Regions from separate parts of the Anser cygnoides genome. Here region 1 is linked to region 2. Evidence: chromatin contacts called from public Hi-C data. All regions are on one chromosome and are shown on one strand. Each heading gives the region's core, a stretch centred on a gene start, on an enhancer-like site or on the middle of the called end of the contact. The rest is flanking DNA. Distances are from core to core; before and after follow the strand shown. Region 1 overlaps BCAR3 (BCAR3 adaptor protein, NSP family member). Region 2 holds the start of FNBP1L (formin binding protein 1 like).

Region 1 (5,894 bases), core at 1,376-3,875, 81 kb before region 2:
GGTGAAGCTCCTAATCTCTCAGAGCTATGTTTATAGAAACTAATTAGGGTAAGACTGGTATGTTGTGCATGTCTGTACAATCTTACCTCTTTTTGACATACTGTTTGGCTATAGGTTGGCCTGTAGAGAAGGCAGCAGAAGGAACATTAGAAGTATATTTCAGTAGAGATACCATCTATTAATTTGTGTTCTCAGAGAAGCAGGATTTGCTGATTGTGGTTTTTGTATGTCAAATACTATTAGAAACTAAGCACCTATGTGAATGAGAGAATATAATGTTATGTTGGCTATCTAGAACACGCTGAGGTCATTTGCCTCCTTGCCCTCAAATCTTTCCATTAGGAAAATGTTGCAAGGGAGCATATAAGCTGAGGTGAGCTTGCTGCTTTTGTTTCAATTTCATCAAAGTGTATTACGCAAAAATGTGTGAGGGAAACAGGCCTTTCCAAACTCATACATGCTGCTAAAGAGTTTGAAAAACTGAGCTCCAGCAGAGCCCAAATGACTTGTGGATTTAATTTTTAAGTGTTACACAACCAAAACCCCTCCTTCTATAAAAGGGAAGTATTCTTGGATATTTGGGAGTTTTCAATAGAAGGTTGATTTTGAGGTGCCTCCCCTCGGCAAAGTAAAATATATGTATATATAATTTTTTTTTTTTTGAGTTACAGTTGAAATTGGAGTAAATCTCAGATAAACACTTTATTTTGATAGGACTGGAGAGATTTTCAGAAGAAGAAATCTGCAGCTAGCGATTGCATTAAATGGGTCCTTTTTATATGCAAGAGAACTGTACTGTGTCAAGTAAAGCTGAAGTTAGACTAATGACAGCTACGTCGGGTAAAAAGAGAAGAAAATATGAGCCAGAAGTTTGGAACTAATTCTGAAAAAAAAAGTAAATTTACGCCTTTTCAAATTTATTTATTTATTTATTTATTTATATTCCAATACAAGGAATAAATTGAAAAAATAACAGGTGAGGCATTACAAAATAGCTTCATGTTTGTACACAAGTTGGCAGACAGTAGATGGAGCTCAAGCATATATAGACTAGTTTTTGATAAGTTATATAAAACTGGCTGGTGGCCTCTTAATAGATGGCTGTAAGACAAACTATGCCTATTGTCAGATGTCTGAAAAGTTTGCATGTTATTAATAAAAGACCAGGTTTTTCAAAGGTATTTGGATATCTTAAAGTGCGCCTTAGGACCCAGTAGGAAGCTCTTCAGGAGGTTCGGCACCTATTTCTTCCAGTTTCCAATCTGTATTTTTAGATAAATCGTATTTCTAAAGAGATTTCAACACTGAATACTAAATAGATGCAAACTCCATGTTCTTACTCTTCCTGTACAACAGCTACAGGCCTTACAGAACTGCAATAGAAGGAAGGAGTTTTGCTGACCTCTCCTGTACCACACCCTTGCAATGCAAACAAATGTAATTACAACTACAGCTCTATCTATTGCTTTATTATCAGGAGCTGCACCAACAGCCTGCAGGAAGTGAGGTTAGAGGAGGGACATGAAAGAGTCAGTTCCAGTAAGACATATCACAGGAGTGGTACGACCTGAGCTGGGTGGTGGGACATTATGGTACCTGTAGACAGTTGAGTTAAGGACAAATAAAAGTAAGCAGTGTTTTTGAACTGTGTTGTCATCCCTTTTCTCCCACGTATTCTACAATTTAAAAAGTGTTCAGCTGTAACCAGTTGGGCACTACCTGTATTTGGAGGCATCCCCCACAGAAGTTTAGTTAGGGATGCTAGGCCATGTCCTAATGACTAAGTACTAAGACTAAACAGTAGTGGGCGTTGTGAAGATGCTGTTTGTGTGGACAACTTGTTTGTCAGTTGTATCCTCTGTTTCCTGACTTTTCTTGCATCAAAAGAACAAATAATTAGTTATAGAGAGAAGTCATACATACTAAATGAAGAATGTTCCAATCTTAGGATCTCCATGCTTTGATTTGTTTTTTCTCTTTAAAATTTTATTCATATTATACCTTATTACAACCTTATGGATGCCATTTTATAGCAATAGGTGCTCACAACCCTTGTTAGATTGTGCACGTGCACTGTGCAGTCAGGAGGTGCCTGCCATATGTCGTCACTTGTCCCACGCACTGTGCAAGCAGGAGGTGCTGTATGCCGTATGGTGACATGAGTCCAGTGCCAGTGAGTGGCATGCTCTGGATTGGCTGCCTGCTGCATCAGATCCGATTTATGCTGTTGACCCTTGTACTGTACACCATGTCTTCTCTCGTTTATAGTTGGCTTTCTGGGTGGATTGTTTACTTTCACTTAGTGAAAAGAAATCTAATGTAGCATTGCATGTATTCCACTGGATATTGTTGGGCTGATTTAAATGCTTAGGTGATTTGTCGATGTAGCACCATCTAACAGTGGCAAGTCACCAATTCCATTGTGTAGTTTAGTCTAAAATTATTTCTCTGTAATATGAAATCAAGAATCATAACTCTATGTGTGAATTATAAGTACACCCGTGAATATAAGTGCTGTTTGGACCAGATGATCTCGATGGTATTTTCCAACCTTTATGATTCTATGGAAATAACTTTTTTGTAGCTCCGCAGACTGTTCTGATAACTTCAGACTGCTTGTGAGCTTTCAAGTATTTGTATTTTTACAGAGTTCGGTTGCATTACTTGAGCCACTTGCAACTTTGAAGCCAAAGAAATCTTTGATTGGTTTTGTGATGAGAGAAAAAGAAGCCCAAAACCTCAAGAGAAATGATTCCTACATTGTGTCTCATTTAATGTGTAAGATTAAAGCAGCCTAAAAGGATTCCCCCAGAACAGGTTTGTACTATCCAATGTGAATACTTCAAGCTCTTGCATATGCAATGTGCTGTGAATGGGGCTGGAGACAGTTTAGGTGTGTCAGGAGAACAGTCCCGATCTGCAGTGCTGGATAAATGTAATTTAAACCAGATCACGAAACTCCCTAAATAACTCTACAGGCTTTATAATAATACAGATGGGATCGGGAGAGACACCTTAATTTCTCTTCCTGTTGGACTATTAGGAACCTGATACAGAATGTGATCAAGTGTCCTTAAATTTGTGTCCTTAAGTTCTATGAGTTTAGAAAGACTTTCTTAATAAACTTACCTATCAAAAGCACTCTAGCCAGCCATCCTTAGAAACAAATGAAGGCATTTTCAGATATTTTAAGATTCTTGGCAAGAATCTTTGAAAACAAAGAAAGGAATCTGATATGATAATTGATCTCCTGATGTTGGAAAGTATTAGAAAAGCATTGATAGATTGACTTAGCAGAAAGATCACATTTGATGTTTCTTAGGTGCATGAAACAGTTTATTTCTCGTGCAGTCAACCCAAAGTACCAGCAAAAGGTTGCAGAACAGGAGAGTGGAAATGGCTGAACCATCCTTAGCTCCTCTGAGTCAATATTTACTAGATATAAATTAAGTGTAATTTGGAGCAGCCTGAAGGCTGTTCATAATCATGCTGGCTGAAAGAGCTCCGTGGTAGCCAACAGTGCAAGAATTATTTTACCATTACCCAGAGGTTTCTTGTGTACTACTTTCTTCCAGTAGTCTTAATTTTCATAGTGATGTATCACAGTGTCATACGAAGGTTCCAGTTCTGACTCTGGTTCTTAAGAATGCGTCATCTATTCATTGAACCATATGTGCAGAGCTTGTGTAACCTTTATTAAAAAAAAATCCTATTAGTTTTGCTTAAAAAAATAGATTCGCTATCTAAATAAAGCACTCTTTCCTGCTGGTTATACTATTGATTTAAAAACAAACAAACAAAAACCAGCTGCTGTGTAAAATAGTACAGTATTATTTTTAAGGGTTAATTTCATTGTTTCTGGCATTCCCACACCATACATAGTTTTTTATTCTTTAATTTGTAATTTATGCAGTACAGTTTGGGTTGAGCAGTGGATGTAAAACTTTTTTTTACTGCTGCTTAGTAACAAGCCTTTCAAATGAAAAATAGGTACGCCCACATTGAGTACACATTAGGCCAAATTTACTTTCCAGATTGAGCTGTGCTAGTCTCATTGAAGCAAAGAGATTGTGCCTACAAGCAAGGTAGTCAGTTGAAGATGCTCATTCAGTCCCAATGCTTTCAGTACGGAAAATACTAGAGGGGGAATCCAGGTCCTGTTGAAAAGGTTTGGGAAGATGATTCATATGTAAAAAAAAAAAAAAAAATCCTTTGCCTTGCTTGTTTTTTTTTGTGTGCTGTTTCAGGTGAAGGAACTCTGTCAGGAATTGTATCATTGGAGCTAGACCATTTAAACTATACCACTGAGTTTCCCTAGGTAAATGAGTCACACAAGAAGTTGCAAAACTAGTAGGTCTTTCTGAAAGACATGAATGTACACGTAAAGTCATCAAGGCCTGGGGAAATGTGTGCATTAACTAGTGAACCACAACAGTGGTTGGATTTGCAGTCTAGGGCTTGATAAAGAAGGAAAGCACAAGTACGTAAAGGATATTGCATCCTCTCTGTTGTCAGAAGTACCGTATCATGCTGTTGGGATTTGGGGGTTGTTTCTTTTTTTTTCCTTTCAATAGATCGCTTCATGATGAACTGTATTAGAACTGTCGCTTCAGCCTTCAATTCTTTGGAAATCTATTTTTTTAATTCTTACGATGACTGAGAACTTTTGTCTGAATTCTAGTGTAGGTTTATTCATTGCTAAGTCATAATAAATCCCCCCCTGCAAGCACCTTTCCTTTTTCAAACTGATTTCTGATTCTTTTTGGAGCAAAGGTAACCCACCTTACTTTTCATTGCTAAACCATTTAGCTTCTGTTGCCAAAATAACTTACTCATCCTAATAGCTCTTTTCATCACCTGGTATGGTTTTGAGTTACTTGTATTGTGCACTGATTCCTAATACTTTCTTGTCATCATTACACAGTAGAAATGCTATATAATAATTATTCAAGGATGCATCCTTGAATTTCATTTCCCTTTTTGTGTGTGTGTGTGTTTTTTTCCTCCTCTATAAATTGGATTAGGATGTTACTATAAGAATTTCTTTGTGAAGGTTCTTAAGAAATACCATCTTTGATATGTCCTCCCATAGTACCAAAAATGTCCAGACACAGTCACAGTCAAGGCTTTCGTCTTTGGAATTCTTCAGAGTATCTTTTGATCTTCTCTTCTCTAAAGCAATCTTAAGGATTTCCTCAAAGTGGAAAAAGAACTTAAAGTATATTAAAATACACTGCATCATAAAACAGAGAGAAAAGGAGGTTACTTTCACGTTTAGTGTTTTATTTACTCATTCCTTTTTCCAGTCTGTCAGACTACTTTGAGGTGTTTCTTCTCCCCAGCTATAAGTAGGACTCTGTATTCAAAGCCGTCATTGCCAGCTTCTTTTCTGAGCTATCTTTTATCCTTCTTCTTGTCAAGGTAATCACTTTTGAGTCCATTTTCTTTCATTCTAGAGAGTTTTCCTTTCCTCAAAAGAGTCACAGGCATAACATCTCCTGCACTGAGCCATGTAGTGTGACTAATTTTATGAACATTCGGTTTTATTGCTTAATTTGGTGCTAGTTACCTGCAAACATTTGGTGGTCAAACAGGGTAAGAGAACTTCACACATCACGCTTCCTTTTTCTTGGTTTCAAGACTGGGGTTACATTTTCTGTTTGAATGGTCTCTCCATTCCCCTTGCTTTGAAAGGCAGCGCATATTTTAAGTCTTTGCTCAGTGCTGCTGCTTGGTTTATGTGCCAAGTCCCATTGCTTGATGCGGGCACTGAGGACATTTCACATAGTTCGATCAATGTGGGAAGGAGGTACTCTGTTATTAGGTGGGAAGTATTACTTTGCAAGGTAATATCTGAGGACATCCATAAACGTTTAATGTATATGCCGTACTAA
Region 2 (5,653 bases), core at 551-3,050:
GCATCTGTACCTTAAGGAAGTAGCTATCGCCTAATAGTATGAAAAAGCGTATTAAATTTTGCTGAAATAAAAGCAGTAGCATAGAACTTTTAGTTTAAATATCTGGCATTATTTCTTTAAACCAGCACAATAGAATTAGTGACTTAGGGAAAAAAATGTAGTAGGTCTAGATACAATTCAGGCACAATTCTGTGTCACAATTATGACACTGTAAATAAAATTGCCTTTTATTGAAATGAAGTCTGAAGTTGAAATCCATCTTTTTGTACGTATTTCTGAAGCTTTTTCTCGCAACACTGAACACCAGACAGAACACAAAACCTTAGCTATCATTCGCAAGCCGAACAAAGAAAACAAGATTAAGAGGCTGCCAAAAGGAACAGAGATGAGTAAGCTGAAAGTCTGGTTTCTGAAACGATACGTATTTAAGTACACGCAGAAAAAAATTCAGCGTTCTCCTCCAACGCACCACCCCGACTCTCCCCAGCACCAACCTATAACCTCTCCCGGGTAGGGGCGGGTGCACCAGACGACCACTGAGATCTTTTCCAACCTTAACGATTCCACGGCCGTAGTACACACAGGCACGCACTACAAAGGCGCACTCGCGCTGCTACTAACCCCGTCTCTTCTCGGTGCCGCTGGCCGCACCAGTGTCCATTTGGTCTCCTCACAGCCGAGCCGCGCGCCCCTCGCGTGCTGCTGCCCCCTGCACGCCCCGGCCGCATAGGGGCACGGCCCAAGCGACGGCCGCAGCCCCTCGGCAGCTCCGACGCCGCTTCCCCACACGGCACGGGGGAGACGGCGCTGCTGCAGCCCCCCCAACCCCGATCCACCCTAAATCCCCCCCCCGGCCCAGGCAGCGCCGCTCCCGGCGCCCAGCGCGCCCCGCAGCCATGCGGGACAAAGAGGCTGCTGGAGGCGCGAGGGGCGTCATGGCCGAGCCGCGGCCGCGGGCTGCTGCACCCGGGTTTTCGGGAATATTTTCCTCAGGGCGTGTGTGCGCGCTTCGCGCCCCGGTCCGCAGGGGGCCCGCCGAGCCCCCTCAGCGCTCTCTGCCCCGTTCCCCCCACCGGCTCGTGCTGGTGGCCGCCCCCGCTCTGGAAGGTTCCCTCCGGAGAAGCCCCCGGGGCGCGGCGCCGCAGACAAAGCCAGGCCCGCTGCTCCCCCAGGCCGCTACCGGGACCCCCACACCCCCCACGGCCGCCCCCGAGCCCCGGGTACGGCGCTGCCCGCCGAGCGCCCGCCTCTCAGCCCCGCCTCGGCGCCCCCCTTCCCCACCGCCCTCGGCAGCGCCTCTCCCCCCTCACACCGCCCCGACCCCCCCCCTCCCTTCGCCGGTGCCACCGCCCTTCCCCAGCGCCGAACAAAGCAGCCGGGCCGGGGGGAGGCGGCGGGTGCCGACACAATGAGCGGCCGGCCGGCACTCACCCACAGCTCCGTGCCCCAGCTCATGGCGGCTCCGCGGGCAGCGCCGGCTGCGGCTGAGGCGGCGGCGGGGACAGGGGGCGGCCGGAGAGGGTCCCGCCGGTGCCCTCGCTCAGCGGGGAGACGCGAGAGGCGGCACCACGAACGGCGGCGCTGCGAGCTGCGGCCCCGCCTGGCTCGGGGAGGGGGAGCCGCGGAGGAGACTGGGAGAGGGGCGGGCTCGGCGCGGGAGGCCGAGGCTGGGCCGGGCTGAGGCGCCGCTCCCGGGGGAGGCCCGGCGCCCAGCCTCCCTCCCGCGGCGCCTGGCGACCGGCCCCCGGCCTGATGCGCCGCCCGGTACCGGGCAGGAGGCGGCATCGGCAATGCTCCTTAACGACACGGGAGGGGTGGGAGCGGCCGCACCCCCTCGGCCCTGAGGGGACGCCCGGGGCCAGAGCTCGCGCAGCGAGACCCCGGCCCTCGCTGCTGCGCCTCACGGCCGGCCAGGCACGCGCTGAGTCACGGCGGGAGCGGCCCCGGGCACACCTGAGGCGGTGCGGGACCCGGCCCCGCCGCGCGGGTAGTGGTCCCCGGCGGGAACAGGGAGCTTCCTCAGCGACTGGAAAGGAAATGGTGTTAAATCCTCGCAATTTTTCCACCAAAATGTCCGTTTTGAAACCTTGTAGAAGGCAGAGGCTTGGAGAGCCATCAAAATTCCCCTCAAAACATCAGTTTTTGGTTTTCCTCCCATTTTTACTCAAAAATTGCAGCAAGGACTCAGTGAAAATACTGCTGTTCTGCTCAGTCTCCATCAAGAAAAAAACAGCGACTTAAATCCAATCATTTTTTTTCATTTCCAAAGTCACCTTCCAGGTATTGCTCGTTCACATCACACATAATTGACATTTAATCTTACCTTCTTCCTTATGAGAGCAAAATGCAAATTCTTTTAGATCTATATGAAACCATTACAGTAAGATAATGTGAATTATCAAAATAAGCAGATGAGATCACAGGTCAACGATGTCATTTCTGGAGTTAAGTGTTGGAGCCAGTCACATTACACTAGAAATGTATTTGGTCTGGGGAAAGCCACAAGCTGAACGATTCTGCCACGTGCTGTGGTGGCCAACGTAGAGGATGTTTTAGCAAGCCAGCGGTCACAAAACCCCAGATTTGGGCTCAAATTCCACACTTGGGCTCACTTCAATTGAACAGATGTTAATTCAAACAGTTTGTACATTGCATGTTACTGAAAACATTCACCAGGCTGGAAGCATTTTGAGGATTCTGATAATGAAGCACTGATGAATAAAAGAGTAATCAAATATATTTGAACTTATTCAATTCACATGCTTTTAAGGATTAGGAAGAAAAACTTAGATCAACTCTTTGCTTAGCTACTTTTTCAATAAAGTTTGATTTTTAGTTTGCTCCTAACCCAAACTTCTTCCTAAAAGAGCAATCATATGTATCTCAGGTGTGTTTACACACAGGTGCATTTCACCTTTACTTCAACTAGGAGCCACCTGTTCATCCATAATGAAAAGATCATAGCTCATTTCAACAAACTACAAATGTAACTTCAAATCAGTTAAAAGACATAAGAGCAGTTATTTAAGTTCCCAAAGAACCTGGAATTCCTAAGCAATATATAAAGACCTTAGGATCAAACCTAATTTTAGCTCACTGAAGATAAAATACAAGTCTTAGCAGCGTAACACTTAGTATCTCAGTTTAGAGAGAAGTCTGACATCAGCCACCATAAGGCCCTTTCCTGTTCAAGTACAGTCTTGCTTTAGGAGATTCCCATCCATACAGTGAGCTATGCTCTTCTCCAGTTTAGCAGTTCAGGATGTGAAGTGATCTAGCTGTAAGATGAGGGAAAAAGCCTACTGCATCTCTGCGGGATATTGCTGGAAGCATGATAATTAATCATTTAGAATTTTGACGTTGTTTCCTTATCAGGAACTGCAATTGGCCCTACTCCTAGACATAATTAAACAAATATTACCCCACAGATTTTATTCTCTTAGTCACACCTCTGAAAACATTTATCTTCAGAAAAAGTGCCGATGATTAAAGAAGTCTCACCCAAGGGACTCAAGAAGAGAAATACACTGAAGACATATTTAAGTAATTTTTACACACAAAAGCTCCATGATAAATTGCATTGTCTTAGTATCCTTATAACCCATTATCATCTTCTAGATGATGATGACAGCTTATATTTAGCTTAGAAAAAATTACTACTGTACTTAGCTGTTTTTTCCCATCATTGATGGATTAACAAGGGCTTTAAAAGAAAACTGCCTAATTTTATTTTTAGGCCAAATCTACACCACTCTAGTTATTACAATTGTTACATGTTCTGTTAAATCTGTTCACTTCTCAACAGAATCTACTCAGATTTACAAGTGTACCTAAGGATATTACCTTGGCAGAACAACAATTTGCGTAATTAATTTGGAGTGGCAGAGAAGTCTGTCTGGCACTCCCTGCGGGCACGCTTCCTAAAGACAGAAGCAGCTTAGCTTTCCATTGCCACAAAAATCCGCAGGACCAAACAAACCATTTCCAAGTATCTCTTTCTCAGTGTGAAATGCTATTAATCCTTTTCTCTGCTAGCCAGCAGTCTTTGTTATATTAAAATTGGATTTTTACTCCACAAAGAAATGTTGCAAAAGCATATTCTCTTTTCACTTCAAAAAGAAAAGAATTTAGCTTTTCCCTTTATTTATGCATTTCCTCCCTTGCCAGCATTCCAAGTGCTCTAATTTCTAAAAATATCCCATGTTCTTAACACCTGTGTGGTGAGCAGATGATCATTATTTTACAGCTAGGAAAATATCTAGAGACAAAAGGAGTCTTGACAATTCTACTTGCTTTGCTATCTGCACAGAATTCCTCTGTCTCCCAGAGGCTGGTTATTCAACAATAACCAGCAGCTTCCAAAATGTCTGTAGTTATGCATCTGGCTACAGGCTTACTTCCATTGGGTTCGTATTTCTACTATTAGAGAAAATATTTAAACTCACTTTTAAATATTTTTTTAAAATATTTTTACATGCGAGCATTTTTGACTACTTTTTTTTTTTTAAAAAAAGCAGAAAACTAACCGTATTAGACTGCACTACTTCTGCTTCAAGGCAAAAGTAAAACAGCACTTACTAGGGCAGCTTCAGCCACTGGTTAGGTCACCTAAGTTTTTCCCCTACCTCTGAATTTTTGTGGGAAGAACTGTACACCCTCCCCCATCTTTTCTGGTTTGTGCTGTGAAATGCATTTTCTATAGCAGAGAAGTGTATTTCTTCTCCCCACCCCCCAGCAAGCAAAACAAAGGTATCACATGTGATCAGATAACAGAACTAAAAGGACAACTTACCCAGCTGTACACAGGTCAAAAATGAGAACTTCATCTGCTTTTATGAAATACCCCATGTTCACTCCTTTTGCCCACACTACAGCCAAGAGCACATCTTCTCATGCTATACGTAGCAGAGGGAATGTGGCATCAATCAGCATCAACTAGCAATACTTGAACTACAACCAGCTTCTTATTTCACAGGAATTTGCTTTTTTCCAGTGAAGTGAGACTCAATTTAGCATTTCATCTGACAACGTACAAGTGTATCCCAAGCTGAAGGCTGGCCAATTATTGCAGAAATATCAGGGAATACCCTTAAGTCATGATCTTAAAACACTACTTTGTACTCTAACGCTTGAGTATTACAAAGCAATTTGCTTTCATTGCATGTAGTTTCAGAATTTTATTGAAACAACCACTAACACCATGGCTTTGCTACCTTAATTTCTGAAATCTCCACCTATCTTCTCTATTCTCCCACCCACTCCATGCACATTTCCTTACATTAAAAGAACATTGAGCTGTAACAAATGTGTGGAATTAGGTTAATAACAATGGTGAATTCTGATAGACAAATTTTCATTACTGTATTATCTACACACATAAAGATCATTACTGTCAAGATAAAAAGCAAAGACTTGAACAGTAACTACCATCTGCATTGATTAGCTAGCAGCTTTCAAGCAGAGTATAGATTAACATGCTGTATCAATATTGAACCATGAAGTCTGTCAAGGTACTAATTCAAGCTGCAGAAAAATGAGTGGAGGAACATCCAGCTACAGATCAGCACCACCCATTTTCAGAGTTGTTAAAATATTTTACTATCATCTGACTGAATTATGATCAGAAATATACATTAAATTGTGTGCAACCTTC

The links. Hi-C and Micro-C count contacts between places; a contact is called where the count stands out from the background.
Region 1: a Hi-C map of liver shows a contact between it and region 2, with 7 times the contacts expected there. The contact joins the enhancer-like site here to the promoter of FNBP1L in region 2. A contact is called at or near these places in 5 of 7 Hi-C or Micro-C datasets (fetal liver, granulosa cells and liver).

The regions. Positions count from the first base shown.
Region 1 is chr8:2,234,127-2,240,020 of Taihu_goose_T2T_genome, reverse strand. The region is part of intron 3 of BCAR3 (BCAR3 adaptor protein, NSP family member); the gene reads left to right. Among named protein-coding and RNA genes, the nearest start is that of TRNAR-UCU, 70 kb to the left of the region's middle. Within about 2 kb of position 2,625, at least 2 of the 3 cell types and tissues checked have open chromatin away from gene starts, as enhancers often do. A contact at or near this core is called in fetal liver and liver, where this site is marked.
Region 2 is chr8:2,152,435-2,158,087 of Taihu_goose_T2T_genome, reverse strand. It overlaps FNBP1L (formin binding protein 1 like), which reads right to left and starts at 1,800. Exons shown (of 14, transcript XM_048067071.2): 1 at 1,432-1,800. The coding sequence starts at 1,785.